Linked DNA regions of Sus scrofa: region 2 is linked to region 1. Evidence: chromatin contacts called from public targeted proximity ligation data. All regions are on one chromosome and are shown on one strand. The core of a region is the stretch at or near the end of the contact, and the rest is flanking DNA. Distances in the headings are between cores, read along the strand shown. Region 1 overlaps DERL1 (derlin 1). Region 2 overlaps ZHX2 (zinc fingers and homeoboxes protein 2).

Region 1 (4,362 bases), core at 1,861-4,360:
AACTACTGTCTTGACTTTCAACACCTGGAGGGTTTTTGCCAATCGTTGTACTTCCTATGAATGAAATTGTAGGGTGTGTATTCTTAGTGTCTGGCCTCTTCTCAGCAGTTTGTGAGTCGCCCACGTTGTTACTCGCAGTTGTAGATGGCTCATCCTTTTATTGTTCCCTTATGTGAACAGACTGCCATTTATGTGCCCATTCTCCTGGTAACAGACCTTTGGGGTAGTTCTAGCTCTGGCTAGAATGAATAGTACTGCTGTGAACATTCTGGAACATGTCTTGGTGACCGTAGGTGGGCATTTTTGTTGTGTGTATACCCAGGAGTAAAACTGATGGCTCCTAATAGCTTGTTTAAAATCCTCAATTGGGATTGAGTGCCTTTCATTTGTTTTTCTTGCCTATCTAGTGTCCTCCCTGGCCCCCCAAAAGAAAGAAAAGCCATAGTTTGCCAACATCAGTGTTTGGCATGTGGGTGCTCTCCTTTCTTAATTGCTTGGTGACTCATATAGGCTGGCTGACTTTCTTTCTGTCTTTCTTTCTTTCTTTCTATGCCCATGTTTTTGTTTTTTAATTATTATTTTTTTTGCTTTTCGGAACCGAACCTGCAGCATGTGGAAGTTCACAGGCTAGGGACCTAATTGGAGCTGCAGCTGCCAGCCTCCAGCAGAGCCACAGTAATGCAGTATCCAAGCTGCCACCTGTGACCTACACCATAGCTCACGGCATCACCAATACTAGATCCTTAACCCACTGAGCGAGGCCAGGAATCGAACCTGCATCTTCATGGTTACTAGTTGAGTTGGTTGCCACCGAGCCACAGTGGGAACTCCCATGTAGGCTTTCTTTAACTCCAAATCAACCAGTCCTTATTGTTTCAGAAAACTCTGGAAAAAAAAAAAAGTAGAGTTCCCATTGTGGCTCAGTGGGTTAAGACTCTGGCTGGTATCCATGAAGATGTGGATTCGATCCCTGGCCTCACTCATTGGGTTAAGGATCTGGTGTTGCTGTGGCTGTGGCGTACATTGGCAGCTGCAGCTTTGATTTGACCCCTAGCCTGGGAACTTCCACATGCCACAGGTGCACCGCCCCCCCCCCAAAAAAAGAAAAGAAAAATCTTTGTTTTTGATGGTTAAAACAACCTGCTCTAGACTCTAATCCTCTGGCATTTGTAATGATTTCAGTTTGGGAGATTTTCATTCAAGGATGGTTGACGTTGGATTGGTGGTTAACGAACACGTCTGATGTTTCTTTGAAGGCCTCTGTGCCAGTGAGCACGTGAGCTTCTTGCTCTTGTTACGTGCAGAACTCTGGGCGGGTTATCTCAGCTCTCATGAGGGCCCAGCTTTCCTCATGAAAAAGCCGGGGGATTATGCTTCTGGCCCTGGGATTACTGTGGGGTTCAAACAAGATGCTTGCCTGCAGTCCCAGGCTCTCTGCCTGGCCCCTGGCTGCCTTTTTAGGGATGGGGCAGACTTTCTAGGATTGAAAATGGGCCTTCACCACTCCTTGCCCTGAAAAGAAAGCCATTTCCTTATCCTGCTTACATATCAGAGGAGAGGGAGGGATTTAGTTGGGAACCTTCAGTGGGTATTTCAGAAATATATTAATTACTCTGTGTCCTTTTGAAGAGAGGAGCTATCTCCTGGTATTTTCAAATTATCATTTTAAAGCAATGCAAAAATAGTATTGCGTCCCTTAGATCAGTGAAGGCAAGTATAACTCAAGGGTAAGCTTAATGAACCGGGAAAAGAAGTGGGGTATTTTGACAGCCGCTGATTTCCAAAGCACAGGTGCACACAGTAGCTAAAAATAGTGTCGTGTCATCAGCGTGAGTGAAAAATATAGTCAGAACAAAACCCCGAGGATTCTTTTCCAAAATCAGGCCTGGAGTAACTTAGAGGAATATTTAAAATGTGAATTCGTAAAAATCAGGTCAGCACATGTCTCCTAAAAGATTGTAATAATTGACTTCCACCCACAGAATTTTTTTTTTTTTTTTTTTTTTTTTTTTTTTACAAAATACAGCTTTAATCTACTTTCTTAGAGCCAAGCTTTTACAAAACATGTGAGATGAGGAAGATGGGTGTCAAAGGACGAACATTACTGGGTAGATGAGGATGCAAACCTGGTCCAGACTTTCGCAAAGCCTCAGGGCTTCTCTAGAGCCAAGGTTAGGGCTGGCTGGCTTCTCTTCTTTTCCTCCAATGCTTTTCATAAACAAGGAGAGTGAATTTCTGGGCTTACCCTCAGTTCATTCCAGGATTATACAAGTAGTATAGCAGGACTGAAAATTTTTACTAGTTTTAATTATACCTCATAATAATGATGTCACTTGTGAGAGGCATTGTGAAAACAGAGGCTTAGTATCGTAAACTCTGGAGTCAGGCTGTCTGGGACAAAATTTTAGCTCTGCCACTTACTAGCTTTTATTAACCCTTTCTCATCCTGTTTCCTCATCTAAAAAATCCGCCTCCTGAGTTAGGGCATGTAAATGAGCATAAGAGCACACAGTGTTTTGTTTTGTTTTGTTTTAAGACCATGAACCAAAATAGAGCAAGTATTAGTGTATCATTCCTCTTTTACAAATGGAAATTGAGACTCGGGAGTGATAGCTTGAAAATCATTTCCAGTGCTCTTTCCATCAGACGATACTATTTCGTAATAAAATTGTGGATAAACCAGAGTTCCCTCCACGGCACAGTGCGTTAAGAATCCGACTGCAGTGGCCTGGGTTGCTGTGGAGGTGTGGGTTCAATCCCCAGCTTGGCACAGCGGGTTAAAGGATCTGGCGTTGCTGTAGCTGCAGCGTGGGTTGTGGCTATAGCTATGATTCAGGCCCTGGCCTGCGAACTTCCATATGCTGTGGGTGCACATAAAGTGAAAAGAAAAAAAAAAACAAACAAAAAAAACTGGAAATAAGTCAAAATGAATTTTAACCTATTTTGTTTTACTGATTTAATACAGGGTTGTTGGAAAGTAACTTTTGGGGTATGCAAGTGCATTTTCCTCCTCCAGGGAATTAAGCTCTTTGGGTCACACGCCTGTACTGGGACAGCATGACTTAGCAGCTGTGTCTGGCCAGGCTCCACAGCTGCTGCCCTCCGTTCCAGCCACGCCCAAATTGTTGGCAATATCCACTCATTTATTGTGCTCTTGCAGTTCTTTGAGACTCTGTACTCATTTTTCCAAGACCAAAGTTTCCCTTCCTTGTGCCCATTCTTGCTTCTTCGGTCAGACTCCCCATTATTTAGACCTCCTTAATGTGGGGACTGTGACTTTTCTGCTGTGCAATAAGGCACACAGCTCTCAAGCCAGGGGCCAGCAGCATGTTGGCGTTTCCACACATCTGGGAAGGCTGTCTTCTTCACTCTCTTACTTAACGTTTTTCTGGAGGTGTTAGCCAGTGAATTAGATAAGAATAAGATATGAAATTTTATTTACAGATAGAGTTGTATACTTGGACAGTACAAAAACTCAGCTTTCAAATGTGACAAACAATTAGATAATCCAGCTTTAATGACTGAGTATAAAAAAGAGTTTGCTTGCGGCTTAAGGATCCAGCATCACTGCAGTGGCTTGGATCGCTGCTGTGGCTTGGGTCTGATCCCTGCCTGGCCTGGAAACTTTTCTACGCAGTGGGCGCAGCCAAAAAGAGAGAGAGAGAGAGAGAGAGAGAAAGAGATACAGACAGCAAAAGCTCTATAGAAAACTGTATATAAAAGCTATGAAATCAGGAGTTCCTGTCGTGGTGCATCGGAAACGAATCCGACTAGGAACCATGAGGTTGCGGGTTCGGTCCCTGGCCTCGCTCAGTGGGTTAAGGATCCGGTGTTGCCTCGAGCTGTGGTGTAGGTCGCAGCTACAACGTGGCGTCTCTGATCCCACGTTGCTGTGGCTCTGGCGTAGGCTGGTGGCTGTAGTTCCAATTTGACCCCTAGCCTGGAAACCTCCATATGCTGTGGGTGCGGCCCTAAAAAGACCAAAAAAAAAAAAAAAAGCTATGCAATCACAACATTGTAAATCAACTATACTTCAGTAAAACTTGGAAAAAACTATGAAAGACTTCTTTCCAGCTGGAAATTTGTCATTATCACATTGAAATAATAAAGATGTTGGTTCTAGTTCATTTAGAAAAATAATGTTGAGACTACTTAAGAAAATTGACAAGTGGAAGAAAAACAGGAGAGGGGTGTTATTTAATAATGCAACTTTACCAGAGAAGAAAACATACCAAACTAAAAATTAAAATAGCTTGCTAGTGGTATTGGAATTTAATTCCAAACAGAGTCATCTAAAAGTAGACTTTCATATAAAAGAGAATAAATATATGATAAAAGTAGCTTTTCAAATCAATGGAGAAA
Region 2 (4,471 bases), core at 1,614-4,113, 220 kb after region 1:
GCTGAGAACCAACAAACGCTTGGCTGATGCATTACGGGGATCCATTGGTTGAAGAGGGTCCTTGTTTTCCGAGCAGAGCCCAGGGGCCACGTGCAATGTTTTCAGAATCAGGATTCGAATACACAACCATCCCTGGGCAGGATGCTGGGATTGAAGTTCTGAAGCTACTTTTCAAAGACATTTTTTAAAACAAATCTAGACAGTCCCATAGAGGAAGAAGTCGAGATTGAAGCAGCACCTTGCATTCACCAAGGTGTCCTAGTATTTAGCCTGGTGCCCATCACATAGTAGGAACTGGCATATTTCTTACATGAATAAACGAAGCGTCCAGCACCCATTCCACTTGTGACACCCTCCTGGAATGCACAGGCACAGCTGAATCCACAAAAGGCTTTCACGACTCGCCCGAACAGCCCTGGTATTTAATCCCTGGCCTTTTCTGCATCCCCTACACACTCCCAACCTCACAAATTCAGCGCTGCCTTTAGAATCAGCTAGACTTGCCTGAGAAGCCGAGCTCTGCCCCTTCCCAGCTGGCTGTGCTCCTTCACGTCTCTGAGCCTCGGTTTTCTCATCTATTACATGCAGATAATCAGGACTCTCTTGGGAAGAAAGGCACAGTTAAACTCTCAGAGGGGAGGTGCGTAGAATATATAAGTATTTTTCTAACGGTCCTGTCTTATTCATTTATTTTTGGCTGCACTCATGGCATACGGAAGTTCCCAGGCCAGGGATCACACCTGAACCACAGCAGTGACAACCCTAAATCCTTAACCACTAGGCCACCAGGGAACTCCTGGAGAACGGAAATTAATCCACCAGTGCTGAGAATCCACCTGGCACAATGCATGCTCGCTTGTGGTAAATACCAGCCATTAAAGTGACTCCTGTGCTCAGTGTCATTTGTGCTTGGCAGTAATGAGGCCCTCATTAAATTTTCGTTTCTTCTATGCCAGGCTGGCTGCCCCAGGCAGAACCAAATTATACTGGCACTCTAGAAAATGGAAGAAAGGTAAACACGCTGTAAGAAAATTCACGTTCATGTTCAGTGGCCTTTGGGATCAGCATGACCACTTCCCCAGATGCCCTGGTGGGGAGACACTTGATTACTACCCTTAGAGTCAAACGTGGCCAGACTAAGTGGTAGGGAGCCCCGTGCAGGCCTGGGCTGTGCCACTGGTGTCCTTCGCTCCCTGAGACTCAGCGAGGCTGAGAAGCAGCACAGCCACTCAGCCTGGGACTTTACTGGATAGAGACACACCCTCTTTGACAAACATTCACGTGCTCCCCACGCTTTCCAGGTCCCTTGCAATGAGGCAGGGCCGTGTGAGCCCAAGTGACATGTTTAAAGAGTGTGTATGTGACCCTTTAATTTCTCTTCTCCAGCGATCTGAAAGCCAATTGTTTGACACGATGTGGCTAAAAAATTTAGGCTGTCTGGATCCCTAAGGCACAGCTGCCTTGAAGAGCTCAGTCTCTGAAGTGTATTTCATGCAGGTTAGAAATAATTTTTGCTTGGTTAAGTCACTAGGCTATTGGGCTTATTTGTCACTTCATTATAACTTAGCCTAACCTGACACTTGTACATCTTACTCAGTGCCTGTCCAGAGGGTTCATGCGTGTTTGTCACAGAATGGCCAGTTATTCACTATTAACTTAAAACACGCACACATGGAGTTCGCCCTGTGGCACAGCAGGTTAAGGATCTGGCATTGTCTCTGCAACAGCTTGGGTTGCTGCTGCGACGCGGGTTTAATCCCTAGCCCGGTGCAGTGGGTTAAGTATCCGACATTGCCGTGGCTGTGACGTAGGTTGTAGCTGTGGCTCAGATTCGATCCCTGGCCCGGGAACTTACATATGCCCTGAATGTGGCCAAAAACAAAACAAAATAAAACCAAAAAACCCTCCCCAAAACAATAACAACAAAAATACACACATGACTGAAATCTCAACACCTGTTTTTCCTATTGTGTTAAGATGGGCCCAGTAAGATTGAGTTTTAGTAAACTGGCCATCACTCTTGTGACAAGTATTTTCTTCCCTCCCCAGAGGAAAAAAAAAAAAATTGGTGACAAAACTGTATGAGGACAAATACCTTGAGAATGAGAAGCTGTATTGGTGCCAGGAAGCATCTTTCAAGGGAAGGAGAAAAGATGCCCTGTTAGGCATTCTCGCCACGCAGCTCTCGTATGAGCAAAATAGCAAACTCTGAAAGGACATGCAGGGCCAGCATCTCTGGATCCTGTTCATTAAGGCACTTAACAGAGTCTTTCATAACCTTTAACTAACACGCCAGTGCTGTGATGTGGCAAGAACCTGGGTGCTGGTGTCACTCGGGCCTGGTTTTAAATCAAGTTCATTTCATAAAGCCTCAATTTCCTCATATGTAGAATGGGTATAAAGGTTTCTACCAAGTGGGTTGTTGGGGGAATAAAAGCAAAGCAAACAAGGTGGAGTATACAACACGCCAGGTTCAAGGGTTGGCACACGGCAACACTCAATCGGTCTGTCCTGTCCTACCACCTTTAGAGTTTGGTCTCAAGTTCAGACTCGGCCAAAAAACCCCCTTACTCTTGGAAGTGGTAGAAAGCTTCTCCAGTGCCACCTAGGGTACTGCTCTGGATGCCACATGAAAAGGTGGCCACGGAGTTCCAGAAAGGAAACAAAGAAGGGGAGCCGGCTGCACACAGAAGCCAGATGTCTGTCCAGATGGGGCAGCGGGGCTGAGCCAGGGAGGCAGGCAGATTGGCAGAATTTGGCCAAGAGGTCCCAAAGCTGGGACAAAGGCAGCCTGGGAAGGAAGCGTCCCTGACCGCTTCCTGTGACGAAATGGTCCAGGGTCTGTCTCTCCAAACACTGTCAAGGACCAGCCACCAGGGGCAGCAGTGGGCAGCCAAGTCTATTTAACTACCCTCATGCTGGCCCAGAACACAGGCTCCCAAACAGGCTTTGGGCAAAGAATCATTCACTCCCGTATAGAGCCATCCAGTCACTCCAGAGAGGTTCGTTTTGAACCTGCTTGGTGGGCCAGCCCTGGGCTGGTGCTGGGAATCAGAAGACAGAGGAAATTTGGCCTTGGGGTGGAGGGGTGGCTCAGAGTTTTTCAGGGAGACAGATGTGCCAGCTGCTCAAAACCCACACGCTCAGATTTCTAAGGGGTTATTTCCACGGCACACTACATTCTCAGAAGAGACAGCAATAACCCTCCAGCAGGAACGAGTAGCTTTTGCTAAGTTTAGGGGATGAATCGTCCTGGGCGGAAGGACCTCCGGTTGGAAAAAGAAAGAAAAGAGAGAGAGGATGGCACAGCCAGGATTCAGAGGTCGGTCACGCACGGCTGAAGTGTGGCGCACATGGCAGAGGGGAAGTGCTTGTGGCAAAATAGGCCTGGTGGCTAGAGGCTGGCTCTCAAAGAGCCACCATCCAAGGTCAGGAATCTGGACTCGATCCTACAGGTTAGAAGGTACTAAGCAGCAGTCCTTGGAACAGACAGGAAAGCCCACGTGAAATTTTTTGATTTTGAGTCCCTTGAGACTGGATGTATGCTTTTTCTACTTTGACCCACTCCCACCACATCCCACCGACCCCTTTAACTTGTTTCTGCTCCCTGCAAAGCCCCTAAAAGGTTCATGATGACTTTATGATGACTCCTGGGCAATGCTGACCAGGGGGCTTTTAGGTTAGTGGAACACAATCGGATTTGGCGTTTGAGAACCACACGTCAGTGGAGTGCAGGCGGGGAGAGAATGGTGACAGATGCCAAGACATGTTTTCCTTCCAGTAAGACTTCCTCCTTCCCTCTGATTGAAAAAACCAGATGCAAAAAAACCCCCGAAAAACAACAACAACAACAAAAGCCCAACTTTGGAAGAGTTTCCATCCGCTTTTGGGTAGTCAGGCCAAGCATGACTCCCCCTCCTATTTCAACACACACAGATTCCTTTTTATTCAATTCTGTTCATCAATTAAACAGCTATTTATTGAGCAAGTCCTCAGCCAGGGCTAGGGGTTCAGGTGGTGGGGGCTGGGAGATGGGGTGCGGGAAGCCAAGTGGAAAGCCCGTCTGTCCAGCAAGTCTGAGGTCTTGTCATGGTCCTCACACACGGTGTGCCAGCAGGGGTGTGCCAGGCATGGTGTGTGTGCAGGGCTGGGGAGGGCACCAGCCAGGTCTGAGCGGCTTTGGTCCTGTGGTTGGGCCAGCAAGCCGCCTTCCTCTGGGGCAGGACCACTGAGCTCCAGTTGTTAAGAGAGATGTGTCTACTTAGCCTTGCACAGAATCTACGTGGCTTCTGACCAAACCGAGCAAGAAGGCTCCCATCATCTCCATCATTTTTGCAACTGAAACAGACCTTCTCTATCCAGAAGCCTTGATGGGATTCCCCAAGCCCCCTATCAGGATCAGTCAGCGCATCCCTCCCGAATCCCAAAAGACCAGCAAGCTGATATGGTCATAACCCAGGCCACTTACAGG

Evidence for each region.
Region 2: a targeted proximity ligation map of skeletal muscle shows a contact between it and region 1. A contact is called at or near these places in 1 of 47 Hi-C or Micro-C datasets (liver) and 2 of 2 datasets of targeted methods (alveolar macrophages and skeletal muscle).

What each region holds. Positions count from the first base shown.
Region 1 is chr4:16,316,076-16,320,437 of Sscrofa11.1, forward strand. The region is part of intron 1 of DERL1 (derlin 1); the gene reads left to right. Among named protein-coding and RNA genes, the nearest start is that of DERL1, 7.8 kb to the left of the region's middle.
Region 2 is chr4:16,536,143-16,540,613 of Sscrofa11.1, forward strand. The region is part of intron 1 of ZHX2 (zinc fingers and homeoboxes protein 2); the gene reads right to left. Among named protein-coding and RNA genes, the nearest start is that of ZHX2, 15 kb to the right of the region's middle.